Linked DNA regions of Pan troglodytes: region 1 is linked to region 2. A link is a contact called in public Hi-C data. All regions are on one chromosome and are shown on one strand. The core of a region is the stretch at or near the end of the contact, and the rest is flanking DNA. Distances in the headings are between cores, read along the strand shown. Region 1 overlaps TGM3 (transglutaminase 3). Region 2 holds the start of TGM3 (transglutaminase 3).

Region 1 (6,721 bases), core at 2,765-5,264, 130 kb before region 2:
ATTCAGAAGCCTTTTCTTTAGTTTCCAAATGTTTGGAGATTTCCAGATATATTTATGTTATTGTCATCTAATTTAATTTCGTTGCATTCAAAGAACATTGAGACTACTTATAATTTTTATTCTTGATGGATTGATTCTTTTATCATTCAAAAATATTCTTTTTCTTTAGTAACAATCTTTGGCTATTTTGTTTAATATTTGTATAGCCACTCCAGGTTTGTTATGGTTACTATTTGTATGGTATATAATTTGTATTCTTTTACATTTAACCAATTTCTATTCTATATTCAAATTTGATTTTTTGTAGCAGTATATAGTTGGGTCTTGCTTTTTTATCCAATGTGACAATAGCTGCCTTTTAATTGGGTGTTTGGGCCATTTACATTTAATGTGATTATTAGTATGGTTGGGTTTAATCTACCATATTGCTACTTATTTTTAAAATCTGTCTCAACTATTCTTTGTCCCCTTTTCTCCTTTTCTGCCTTCTTTTTCTATTAATTGAGTATTCTTTACTATTACATTGTGTTTACTTTGTTGGTTTATTACTGATAACTGGGTTTTCTTGTTGTTTTCTTTTTTTTTTTTAGATGGAGTCTCACTCTGTTGTCCAGGCTGGAGTGCAGTGGTGCGACCTCAGCTCACTGCAGCCTCCACCTCCCAGGTTCAAGAGATTTTCCTGCCTCAGCCTCCCAAGTAGTTGGGATTACAGGTATGCACCACCACACCCAGCTAATTTCTGTATTTTTAGTAGAGATGGGGTTTTGACATGTTGGCCAGGCTGGTCTCAAACTCCTGACCTCAGGTGACCTGCCTGCTTCAGACTCCTGAAGTTCTGGGATTACAGGCGTGAGCCACCATGGCCAGCCGGTTTTCTTTTCTTTTTCTTCTCTTTCTTTTTTGAAACAGGGTTTCACTCTGTCAACCAGGCTGAAGTGCAGTGGCACCATCTCGGCTCACTGCAACTTCTGCCTCTCAAGTTCAAGTAACTCCCCTGCCTCAGTCTCCTGAGTAGCTGGGACTACAGGCATGTGCCACCACGCCTGGATAATTTTTTTTTTTTTTTTTAAGTAGAAATGGGGTTTCACCATTTTGGCCAGGCTGGTCTTGAACTCTTGGCCTCAAGTGATCTACCCATCTTGGCCTCCCAAAGTGCTGAGATTGCAGGTTTGAGCCACCACGCCGGCCTTCTTTTCTTTTACTGGTTTCTTTAGGTTTATAATACAGATCTTTAACTTGTCACAGTCTATCTTCAATTAACATTTTATTACTTCATGTATTATACAAGAAATTTACATCAGTGTATTTTTTTTCCTTCCTGGCCATTGTGTTATTATTTTCATACATTTTACTTCTACAATGTTGCTATTATTTTTGCTTTAAATGTAGAGGATGCCACCACTGAATTTCTTAGTGATGTTGATGCCTCTGTCACTACTCATTTCTGATGGCCTTGGTGAATGGTGGGTGGGTCCCCTGGGCCCTCTGAGGGAACACAATCCTTTGGAAGATGTCTCCTGGCCCCTCATAATATGTCAACCCCAGCACGCGCCATTTCCCTGAGCCTTTTAATTCTTTCCTCTATCATGCAGCATAGGAATTCAGCCATGTCAACTGTACTTAGCATAAGTCATCACTTCTTCCAGATGTTTGGAGCCACTAAGCCAGTTTGCACCAGCTCTCAGGATCCTCACCTGGGTGTTAAATCTCGTATCACAAAAGAATGGCCCCAAGTCAATAAATTCTTCATTGTTTAGGCTCCTGTTACGGCTTCCTTGATTAAGCACCCTCAAATCCACTCCCAGAGTTCTCCCGTGATCCTGCTGTCACATGATCCTAGTTTTTTGGATCCTTTGGACTATAGTCCCTTTATTTCTTTATCACATATGGCACATCCCCAACTGAGTTATGCTGCAACTTAACATGACATCAGCCTGGAGGCCAAGAGAAGAGGCAGAAATAAATCCTGAGTAGGGCCCCTGCTGCAGGGGAGAGAATTCTTCAGTGTCTTCCCATATGGGATAGGAGGTGGGGAGAGAAGTTACTGGATCTTAATAGGAAGGAGGCCAGGCCTGTCTATGGGCTCTGAGGGTCCAGAGGAGTTTGGAAGTCAAAATGTTTGAGGGCATCCACCCAGATGTACCCAATCCATATTGCCTGGGATAATATGGGATGAGGATGGGTTCAAGGCAGCTGGATGGTAAGTGATTCAACCCCAAATCCCTAATTTACTGACTGCTTTTTTTTTAAGAGATGGGGTCTTACTGTGTCATTCAAGCTGAAGTACAGTGACACAATCATAGCTCACCGCAGCCTTGAACTCCTGGGCTCAGGCAACAAGCAGTACAGAAAGCCTGCATTTAAACACTGGCGACACAGAGACCATCATTGGCTGCATTACATCAGCACCAGTGATACAGACGACTGTCACTTTTCTTCTTCTCTCTCTGCTCCAACTCTGAGGGATCAAGCAACTCCCCAGTTCGGGGAAGGAAGGGAAGGAAGGTGAGAGATGGACAGTGCCTGCTCTGCAGGCGTGAGTAAGGCCTGCGCTGCACCCAGGGGAGAAGCTTTGAGCTGGATGTGAGGTTGAGGTTTCTATTTAGATTCTACTTGTCTCCTGAGTTCAGAAAATGAGGCAGAGTTGTCAAAATGGGATTAGTCAGCACAAGCGACAGGAAAGCTAATGGGATTTGCTTGAGGTTATTTTAAGGGACAAAGGCTGAGGAACCATCAGAGTGTGTATAAAGGCAGAGAAGGTTCAGGTTGAGTTAACAGCGCTGTGGCTGGCGGAAGCACGCATTTGCTCCTGGCCACAAGAGGAGCGTGGAGCCCCGTGTGAGCAGAGGCTGGGCCACCCCCGGAACCAGCTCTGCCAGAGGGTTCCAGCAAAAACTGTGAAGTCCCCTCTCACTCTGATGCATGTAGAGAGGCCTGAAAAGTTTGCCCAACCACACAGAGAATGTTTGAAGCCTTCTGTGACCAGGAGCTACCTCCCAAGGCAGCCTCATCTATTTTTGGACATCATGTTAGAAAGTTTTCCTAAACTGGCTTGAAATGTTTCCCTAGTTTTGCACCTATAGCCTTGCAGATCAAGCCCACTCCCTTTGGACATTGAAACACAGAGAACATGGCCTCCTCAAATTTATTCCCTGCTCCAGAAGGTCACGGCCACAGCCTCCTCTCTCCTTCACCATCTTAGGTGCAACAGCAGTCAGGTAGAGTCGGTGCTGTGTGATCGCACTTATTTAACATTTATTTTGAGTTAGGGTGTGAGTGCTGGGGCAGGTGGCTAACCATCCCCTGCCCTCTGTGGTGGCCTGAGAGAGAAGCAGGAATGCCCCGTGCAGGTTGGGGATCAGCAAACAGTCTAGACCAGCTTCTCTCCTGTATCCCGTTTGGAGAGTCCCTGGGTCAGGGGCCAGTCCATCCTGCAGCATTGAAGGGCGTGAGGAATGAGCAGGGCTGTGGGGCTCACAGAGCAGGCAGCCCTGGGGAGAAGCGGCCAGGGAATGTGCAAAAGTGATCAAGTCATAGGACAGGGTGGACCCAGCCCCAACCTGGGGGAGAGGAGAGGGGGATGTGCTGGAGCCTGGAGGTCCATGTCTGGCAGCCTTGGGAGATGGAGAGGGTTTCCCAGGCTGGACAGCATGGGCGGGGGGTTCATTCCACGGTGAGCTCTCCCTGCTCCGTGTTATCCAAGTTTGTACGGGAGGCCACCAGGGCCCTTCATTCGGCTACATCAATGGACAACATGGCCTTGATTGCAGGGAACTTGTTGCAGGAGAAGTCGGCGAGCAGTTGCTTGGTGCCACTCCGGGTGGGCAGGATATCAAAACGGACCCGGGACCGCTCCTTGGGCCCTAGGGTCGGCACGCTGATGCGGAGGGCACAGATCAGTGTTGATATGAGACACACAGACCTTGGGCTGGACGGGCCTCCTGTGACCTCCTGTCCTGTTCTGATGGAGGCTGGGCAAGGCCACTGCTTCTTTAGCTCCCTCTAGCTGTCTCTCTGGGTTACGGGGCCCCTCCAGCCCTGGAACACTTCAGCAGGGGAAGCAGGAGGGGGTCCCATGATCTCTCAAATATTCTAAGCCCTGAAGGCCAGCTCTTAGCTCTGGTGACCTGGACTTCTCAGGAGTTCAAGTTTGGTGAACCCCCAAACCAAATGCAAAAGCAGATTCTAGAGTTCCAAGACCCCCAAAAGAGTAAAGAACCCAAGGTCAGAGGGAGCTCTGTCTGTCCCACCCACAGGATCTGGAGGGCGCCCCCGCCCCGTCCCGCCCTCCCGCACCGGCCACTTAGGCCCAGGACTCACTCGATCTTCAGGTTACCCAACAGCAGGCCGCTTCCCTCCACCATCAGCACGCAGTCCCTCACCGGCTCATCCAGTGGATTGGAGAAGAGCATCTGCACGTTCACAGGCTTCCGCACACGAGCCTCGTTCAGCACCTACAGGGGAGAGGGGCTGCCGAGTCAGGACTCCAGCTGCTCAGCCCCTGCCTGCACCTTGGTGAGGGCTGGGCAGGGTGACTGAGTGAAGAGGGTGATGTCACTGAGGATGAAGAAGGGGAGACCATTTAGCCCTCCTAGGTGCCAGGCACATTGTGTCTGATGCCCCCTGCCCCCCAATACACAGGATGGTCCCAGGACATTATCCTGTGCTGTGGATGAGAACCTCAGCTTTGAGGGGGAAGGGGCCCCCTGCAGCAGCCAACAACACTGTTACTTCCCTGCCCCGACTCCAGTTCAGACCCTGCTTCCCAGGACAGCCCAACCCCACTGTGGGCTCTGTGAGGGTCAGGACATTTTTCATGCTGAATTTATTTTTTGCAAGGACAGGGTGTTGCTGTGTTGCCCAGGCTGGCCTCGAACTCCTGGCCTCAAGTGATCTTCCTGCCTTGGCCTCCCAAAGCACTGGGATTACAGATGTGAGTCACCGTGCCCAGCCACTTGCTGGATTTAATATTACTTTCCTTGGCTTTCCTGCTTATGGGTCCTGTTTCTTCCCTTAAAGCTTGAACCTCCGTCTCTGGGAGGCCCCACAGGTGTTGAAAAGGGCAGCCCCAGGCCCTACAGCTACTCACACCCTGGCTCACACTGTAGCTCCTTTAACTCTTTTTCCAGGGGTTGGGTCCCCCCAGCTCAACCCAGGCTACTCTCCTCTGCTGACACCCCAGTCTACCAATGTCCTTCTAAACTTCTAGAGCCCAGAGGTTCCCTGTGCACCATTTATAGTCTGAGCGGAGCTCTAATACCACACGGTCCTTGCTCAGGGATCAGAACAGGTGAAGGCTGGGTTTGGGGTCAGAAAAACAATTTGGACTATTTATTCAGACCAAAAGATGAAAGCTGTTGTGTTTCTGCCAAGAAACAGCCGTAATTCATTCTGGACAGACAAGTCATCTCTTTGCGCCTCAACTTCCTCATCTGGTAAAGAAGGAAAATCATCTCTTCCCTCCCAGAAGGGGTCAAATGAGATCAAGGATGGGGAAGAAAGCATTTTGGACATAGAAATGGACATTTTATGGCTATTGGATTTCTTCTTCTTTTGAAGATGACTGGAGGTTGCTGGGTTTTGTTGTTGTTGTTGTGTTTTGTTTTTCTTGTCACCAATCCTCAGAGCAACCATTTTACAGTGACAGAGCTGAGGTTCAGGCTGATTCAATAACCTGGAACATTCACACACAAGGAAACAGCAGAGCCCAGCTGGATCTAAAGCCTTTGCTGTTTCTGATAGGTCTGCAATACCTCCCAGTAATTTGTGAATAATTGAAGCATTTTAGACATCATGGTCTATATTTTCATTTCTTCCATGAAACTCATTTAAGTGTATGACATAATTTGAAGAGTGCAGCATAATTTTATGCTATTGGGTTATAAGAAAGCTATACAGATGTTGCCACATTTTTCATGGTGATATTTAATTTGAGATTTCCATGCTTTTTTTTTTCTTTTTTTAATGCCACTTACCACTCTCTCCTATTGACCCAACTCTGTAAATGTACCCAGAGGAAAGGATAAAAGCCACTAAAAACCTGAGTTTGCTTGTCACAGATGATGGATCAACTGGGAGGCCATCACCCTTTGGAAACAATGTTCAGATTGTTTTTGGCCTGGTTTTGTGGTCTAAGGTCCTCAGTGCTAATTGCCAGTCAGCACCAGGTTAGATAATGGGGTTTTACCCAAATTATTATCTTTTCATACAGATCACCTTCTCCAGTTTAAAAATCCGTGCCCTGCTCTGAGTGAGCTAGGCACTGATCCGTTCAATAGAGACAAGAATGTCTCGATTAGGTGAAGGCTTAGGTGGAGGAAAGAACGTGCCTCGAAGAAGGAAGATCAGGAGTCATTTAAAAAGACTAAATTTTTAAAAAGAGTCAGTGATAGCACATTTCTAGCCTTATATATTCTGATTTCCTTTCTAAAGATATTGTAGTATCTTAAAGATAAGTAGACTTGCCATGGAAATCTGGAAGATGTATAGCAAAAGTGTTGAATAAAAGATAATGCTGGAAGAAGGTTTGAGGACATTGGATAAGGGAATATAATGGGGAATACACTGGGGAAAAACACTAATTTTTTTTTTTTTTTTTGACAGAGTCTCACTCTGTCAGCCAGGCTGGAGTGCAGTCTTGGCTCACTGCAACCTCTGCCTCTCGGGTTCAAGCAATTCTCCTGCCTCAGCCTCCCAAGTAGCTGGGATTATAGGTGCCTGC
Region 2 (6,896 bases), core at 3,720-6,219:
AAAGCCTCCTTGGGCTTTGCTTCCACTCTCACTCCCTAAGTTCTATTCTCTACCCAGTAGCCGGAATGTTCCTCTGCTTTCACCTCTCCAATGTCCTCCCATCTCCTTCTGAGTAAAATCTAAAGTGCTTTCCATGGCTCCAAGATCCTGGTAATCTAGACCTCAGCCTCTTGTCTACCTCCACTGGCTCTATCATTCCCTCCTCTCCAGCTGCTCTGGCATCCTACCTCAGAGACTCTGCACAGCTATTTCTTCTGCTTAGAACATTTTTCCACCATTTATCAGCCCTCACTTCCTTCAGCCGTCTGTTCATTCTACATCCTTGGAGAGGCCCTGCATGGCACATATTTTACTGTCTGTCTCCTCCTACTAGAATGTAAGCTCTTTGATGGCAGGATCTTTATTTTGTTTCTTGCTCTATCCCCAGCCCCCTAGTAAAGTGTCAGAGAATGTGCTGAATCAATGAATAAACACTGCAAATGCATAAATAGCTTGCTCAAAGTCCAACAATGTTGCTGACTGGCTTTCAGAGTCTCTACTGAGGAATAAAAAGAAATTTGTTCTTCAGTGTTCCAGAGATGTCACAGGGCTCACTTTGGTTGAACCAGAGGTAGGATGCTCCAAGTTCTACCTGTTTAGGTAGTTATTCTCCCCAGAAACAGCTCCTGGCAGGATGAGGGAGTCCTACGAATTCTAAAACCCCCACAGAACAGTATTTAAAAAGTACTAAATTAGAGGTTTCTAAAGGCTTCTCTAACCCAAAACTCAAATACAGTGAGTGGATCAGAAGAAGCAAAAAGACCTTCCCTGGTCTGTCCTTCCCCTACAGCTGCTACACTTCTCTGGAAGTGGCCACAGAGGGACAAAAGAAGGAATCTGATGCCCTGTGACATTATCACCCTGATAGAGTTGCAGTGCTAAACTCTGATTGAGCCCTGCTGTTTCAGAAGTGTAATGTCAAGCAATGCACTAATGAGATGAGGAAACTGCATCAAGGAAGCCAGCTCATCCTTGGGGAGATGAGAACACACTGCCTGACGTCAGCATGACACCCAACTCCTATCTTAGCACAGGCTACGGATATTATGCTGCTGTCAGCTTCATTACGGAAACAATACAGAAATCTGCAGCAGACATTACTCCCAGCTTCTGGACTGTGAATCAATGACACCAATGCTTCAGGAGCCAAATTGGAAGGCTAGACAAAGTCATCAAACTTGAGGATTCAACAAGGTAATGGGACTGAATATGGTTTCTGGCGCAGAGCTGCTATTAGTCAGGGCAATGTGAAATTCACTGCTACTAGAGCTTCCTGGGTGGATTCACTCATTCACTCAACAAACATTTGCTGGCAATAAAGAGATCTGCCAGGCAATAAAGAGAAGAAAAAGACTACAAAAATCACCCTGCCTTTTGTGAACTAACAATGTAATAACCATGATGACAGTGCTAAAAAAGAGCAGCCAGCTGGGTGTGGTGGCACACGCCTGTAATCCCAGCACTTTGGAAGGCCGGGGCAGGAGGATGGCTTCAGGCCAGGAGTTTGAGACCAGCCTGGGCAACACAGTAAGACCCCATATTTATTTATGTATATTTTTAAGAAGAGCAGCCAACATTTTTTTTTGAGCACTTGTCCTAGCAGGTACCGCTGGATTCTTTTTTTATTTGTTTGTTTTTTATTTTTTGTTTTTGAGTCAGAGTCTCTCTCTGTCATGCAGGCTGGAGTGCAATGGCACGATCTCAGCTCACTGCAACCTCCGCCTCCTGGGTTCAAGTGATTCTCCTGCCTCAGTCTCCTGAGTAGCTGAGATTACAGATCTGCACCACCACGCCCGGGTAATTTTTGTATTTTTAGTAGAGACGGGGTTTCATCATGTTGGTCAGGCTGGTCTTGAACTCCTGACCTCATGATCTGCCTGCCTCGGCCTCCAAAAGTGCTAGGATTACAGGTGTGAGCCACCATGCCCGGCCATGCTGGATTCTTTAAGTGCAAGATCTCACGCTATCATCACAACATCCCGGGGTTTTACTGTCCTTGTTTTGAAGATGAAGAAACTGAGGCTCAGACATTGATTCAAAATCACAGCAGGGCTCAAATCCCCTGACTATAAAAGCCAATGCCCATAACTGCTAGGAAACACTGCTTACTCTAACCTAGTGCATTAACCTAAGTAGGATAAATAGGGACCTTACACTCTGGTGAGTGAAGGGAGGGTTTCTGAGAACAGAAAGAAGGCCAGGTGCAGCGGTTTATGTCTGTAATTCCAGCACTTTGGGAAGCCAAGGAGGGAAAATCCCTTGAGCCCAGGAGTTCAAGACCAGCCTGGGCTACATAGAGACACCCCACCCGTTCCTACAAAAAATGAAAATATAATTAGCTGGGCATGGTTGTGTGCGCCTGTGGTCCCAGCTACTAGCGAGGTTGAGGTGAAAGGATCACTTGAGCTCTAGAGGACGAGGCTACAGTGAGCTGTGACTGTGCCACTGCACTCCAGCCTGGACAACAGGGTGAGACCCTGTCTCAAAAACAAACAAACAAAAAACAAAGGGCCAGGCACAGTGGCTCACACCTGCAATCCTGGCACTTTGGGAAGCAGCCAAGGCGGGCAGATTTGAGATTAGAAGTTCAAGACCAGACTGGCCAACATGGTGAAACCCCATCTCTACTAAAAAATACAAAAATTTAGCCGGTCATGGTGGTGCATGCCTGTAACTACTTGGGAAGCTGAGGCACAAGAGTTGCTTGAGCCGGGGAGGCAGAGGTTGCAGGTTGCAGTAAGCCAAGATCATGCCACTGCACTCCGGCCTGGGTGACAGAGCGAGACTGTCTCAAAAAAAGAGAGAGAGAGAGAAAGAGAAGAATATGGTGAACATGATGTTCTTGCCAATGGAAGAAGTCAGTCCAGGAGCCCAAGTCTGGGAATCCATAACAGGGGCCGGATTACACTGCAAGCAATAATGAATGTAGCTGCCAACATACATTTTATTTCCAACTGAGAAATAAGAAGGCCTCAGAGGGGAAAATTCACTTTCCCAGACTTTTTAGTGGGGTGGAGGGGTAGAATCATTCTCATTTGACCCCCGTACATCTTGACATTTCTACTTATTAGAAATTAAAGTATAAATTAAGAAGCTTACTCTCCCTTCTCAGAATCCCATAGCTTCTCATCTGTAACTTCCTCAAAGCACCTGCCACCTTCTCTTACTACCCTGGAGAGTTGCTGACAGATGCTAATTTAGTTTTACTAAATATATTACCTTACCAGAAAGGCTAAACATGCGTAATAGATAATACCAGCTACCCTTTGTTGAAAGAGGCTTACAGATGGATGAGGAAACAGTGACCTGCCCAAGTAGCATTATCAAGACCAAAATCCACCTGACTCACAGCCCAGTAGTCTTTTAAGGACACGATCCTGCCTCTTCTACAGAACCACGTAAGAGGCTGAAAAACTTTGGGAAATAAAAGGAGAAATGCAGGCAAATGTTTCTGTAATCCAGCCAGAGGCTAAGAGTCCTTGTAGCAGGACAAGTGCAATCCTTTCCAACCTCACAAGGCAAACAGACGATAATAGTTGTCAAAAGACAAAAATTACAAGAAATTTAGTTTAAAATCTTAATTGGCTTATATTTGCATTCTAGAATCAGCTGATGCCTCGTTCTATAAAACAGAATGAGTGCTCTGATGAGCTGAGCTGAGGAGGCTGGCTTTATAGACAGAAAAGGGCTGAAGAAAGCAGAAACACAGAACAAAAGCGAATTGGTTGTTTCAAAGTTATTTTCCTTGTAAAGGTTAAAGCAGAGAGGACTTCCTCATCATGCCAGCTAAAGCTGGTTTATTTGGGGATTTGGCTATATTAACTGTCTCTCTCTCCTGATTTCTAGGAAAGTCAAATAAGCAACTTAGTTTCAGCTTGGTGGCATGGAACTTCAGCATAAGTGACTCCATGTTGGGTTGATCTGTTGGGCATAGTGCAGGAGCTCAGTCCAAACCAATAGCCTCTTATAAATTTTATTTAACATAGTGATAACAACAATATGACCATGGTAATAATAGAGGCAGCTTACTATGTGCCTGGCACCATTCTAGGGACTTCACAATCTTTTTTTTAATGTCCTAAGTTCTTGAAGGCAAGAGACTTTACAAATATTAACTACTATAATTATTATAACGATATTAAGTGGGTACTATTATTATCCCCACTTTTTAATGAGGCAAGGTTGAGAGGTCAACTAAGTTGCCCCAGGCAAGCCCATGAGCACTTGCCACGTGCTAGAAACTAAGTCCAGAAATTGTACTAAGTACAATTAAGTCGTTTAATACTCAAAGCAATCCCAAGATACCTGCTATCATTATCACCACTTTCAGAGGGAACCAACAGAGCTCAAGGCAGCCTGAACCCGGAGCCCGCGCTTAGCCACCAGCTGCGTGGCTGAGGGCAGGGCGCGCTGACCCAGGCTGGGTGCGCGTGGGGCGGGGGCTGGGTAGAGATCTGTTCGCTCGAGTCCTCAGCAAGGGCCGCACTGGACGTCAGCTCTGAGTGTGACCAAGGCCCTCGGCTTCTCCAGATCTGGACGCCCCAGCCCGGGAGCTCCGTGCCAGCGAGCCTCCGAGCATCGCGGGCCGCTACTGCCCCCTGCCGCCGCCCGGGCCTTGCAGGGAGAGCTTGCCCGGAGCAGAGGCGCGCGGCCACCGGGCCCCGGCAGCTCCCAGCCACGACCACCCAGAGACCCCGCAGAGGAAACGGAAGCCGCCGCCCGGCACTTTCTGAATTCCTCTCTCCGCCCTCAGGTCCCTGCGGCCTCCCCTCACCTTCGTCACTTCTCGTGGGCTGGCGGATAGAGCCCAGCGGCTCCCCACCCACTCGGCTCGCAGCCCGCGCTCCCAACGCCCGAGTTGCCATGGTGAAGGACGCGGGAGAAACGCCGGAAGGAGCACGGACCCCAGGGAGAGCGCGGAGGAGGCCGCGCGGGTCCTTCCTCCACCTGGGCCCAGGCACTTCCGGTCTCGTAGGCGTCGGGGAAAGCTCTTTGCGGACTTCGCTGCGGGCTTGGGATCTCCGACATGAAGGGAAGCGGGGGCTGGAGGACGCAGAGACTCTCCCTGGGCTGCTCGAAGTCCAAGGCTGTAACCCGGCTCCGGTCCTCATTTTCCCGCCGTCAGTGCCGGCTGCCTGCAGTTGCCATGGTGACGCGGGCCGCGGAGCAGGGCAAGGTCCCAAGTCGCGTGCAGTTGCTCCTCGCCGTCGCCACTCTCCTGCACCAGGCTGTGGGTAGTAGACGTCAAAAGAGATACACCAGAGCGCGACCCAGACTCGGGACCGCCGGGGTGGGGGCTGCTTCAGGCATTGGACACACTTCCTGGGCGCCTCGTGACCGCACCCTCCTGGCCTCACACCGCGGGGTGGGTTTGCACGAGGGTGGGCCGAGCCCTGTCGCTGAGCGACTCTGACCTTTTTAAGGCCACCTAGCTTTGGGTACAATGGATGTCTCATACTGAATTTTAATCAGCTTCTTACTGGAGGACATTAATGTTTGTTCAGTCTTTGTTACTACAAAAAATACTAGAGTAGCGTGGTAATATCCTTGTATGTACGTGCACACGTGCAACTTTTTCTGTAAATTTCCAGAAGTAAAATTTCTATGTCAAAGACCAGATGCAATTTTAATTTTCATGAATATGACTAAATTGCTCTTCAAAGACACTAGCAAATTTACATCTCCACCAAAACTGGAGTCCGATAATTTTAATTAGGATTATATCAACAGTGATGAACTGTTGCAAAAGAATTTTCCAGAGCATTTTCCATTAAACCAATTCTTTGATCAGTTTTTTTAAATACAACATAGTTAAATAGTATCCATATCCATTTTTATTTTATGGAAATTGTCTTTACTGAGTGATTCTTTTACATATAAATTTCATGATAAAGATTTTACTTCTTTAAAATTTGTATGTCGAATTTTACTTTGGTTTCCATCGTTGTGATATTTTGTATTTCATGCTCATGTTATTGAAAAAGGAAAAAAAAAGGCAACCCCGACATTCAGAAGCTAGCCTGGCATCACAGCTCCACCATGTTATCCTCCTATTGTACGTAGCGTCACAAAATAACAACCTCACATATGGTTACAGAGAGCCTGATAAAGTGAGACATAGCAAATCTACTTTGAAATTTTGTCTAAGCACAGACAAAAACACGGTCACTGTGCCACTCACAAAATACCAAACACCCGTCTTGGAGAAAATGAGTGACTGCTACTTCTTTTCTCTCTCTCTCTTTTTTTTTTTTTTTTTTGAGTCAGAGTCTCGCTCTGTCGCCCAGGCTGGAGTGCAGTGGCAGGATCTCGGCTCACTGCAAGCTCCGCCTCCCAGGTTCACGCCATTCTCCTGCCTCAGCCTCCCAAGTAGCTGGGACTACAGGTGCCCACCACCACGCCCAGCTAATTTTTTGTATTTTTAGTAGAGATGGGGTTTCACTGTGTTAGCCAGGATGGTCTCGATTTCCTGACCTCATGATCTGCCTGCCTCAGCCTCCCAAAGTGCTGGGATTACAGGCGTGAGCCACCGTGCCCGGCCCCCTGCTAACTAATTACAGTTTTATCTTTCTTCTAGTTTGCCTTCTCTATAGATTAGATTTATTGAGATACCCAATCATGGAATTGGCTCCTGCTTCCTGACCACTTCCAGTCTAGGGCGAATCCAACTTCCATAGGCCCTCCTTAAATTACCAATAAAAGCTGAAACCCAGTAATAGGTTCTTTATAACACCTCTTTTCGAAGATACCCGCCCATAGTTCTGTCATGGTATGTACTCTCCCTCAGTGCAACCCAACTTGTTCAACTATAGGTGTGTCCCGGTGGTCTTTGGCTAAAAGGCATTGACACTAGCAAG

The links. A called contact is a pair of places that touch in the nucleus more often than the background predicts.
Region 1: a Hi-C map of induced pluripotent stem cells shows a contact between it and region 2, with 1.7 times the contacts expected there. The contact joins the enhancer-like site here to the promoter of TGM3 in region 2. A contact is called at or near these places in 4 of 7 Hi-C or Micro-C datasets (blood, induced pluripotent stem cells and stem cell-derived neural progenitor cells) and 1 of 1 datasets of contacts at active chromatin or transcription factors (stem cell-derived excitatory neurons).

What each region holds. Positions count from the first base shown.
Region 1 is chr21:8,973,879-8,980,599 of NHGRI_mPanTro3-v2.0_pri, reverse strand. TGM3 (transglutaminase 3) reads right to left here. Exons shown (of 15, transcript XM_063803236.1): 14 at 4,321-4,454; 15 at 3,132-3,877. The coding sequence ends at 3,730. Among named protein-coding and RNA genes, the nearest start is that of TGM6, 33 kb to the left of the region's middle. Within about 2 kb of position 4,014, at least 1 of the 24 cell types and tissues checked has an H3K27ac peak or open chromatin away from gene starts, as enhancers often do. A contact at or near this core is called in induced pluripotent stem cells, where this site is marked.
Region 2 is chr21:8,842,282-8,849,177 of NHGRI_mPanTro3-v2.0_pri, reverse strand. It overlaps TGM3 (transglutaminase 3), which reads right to left and starts at 4,969. Exons shown (of 15, transcript XM_063803236.1): 1 at 4,814-4,969. All of the region lies in intron 3 of STK35 (serine/threonine kinase 35), which reads right to left.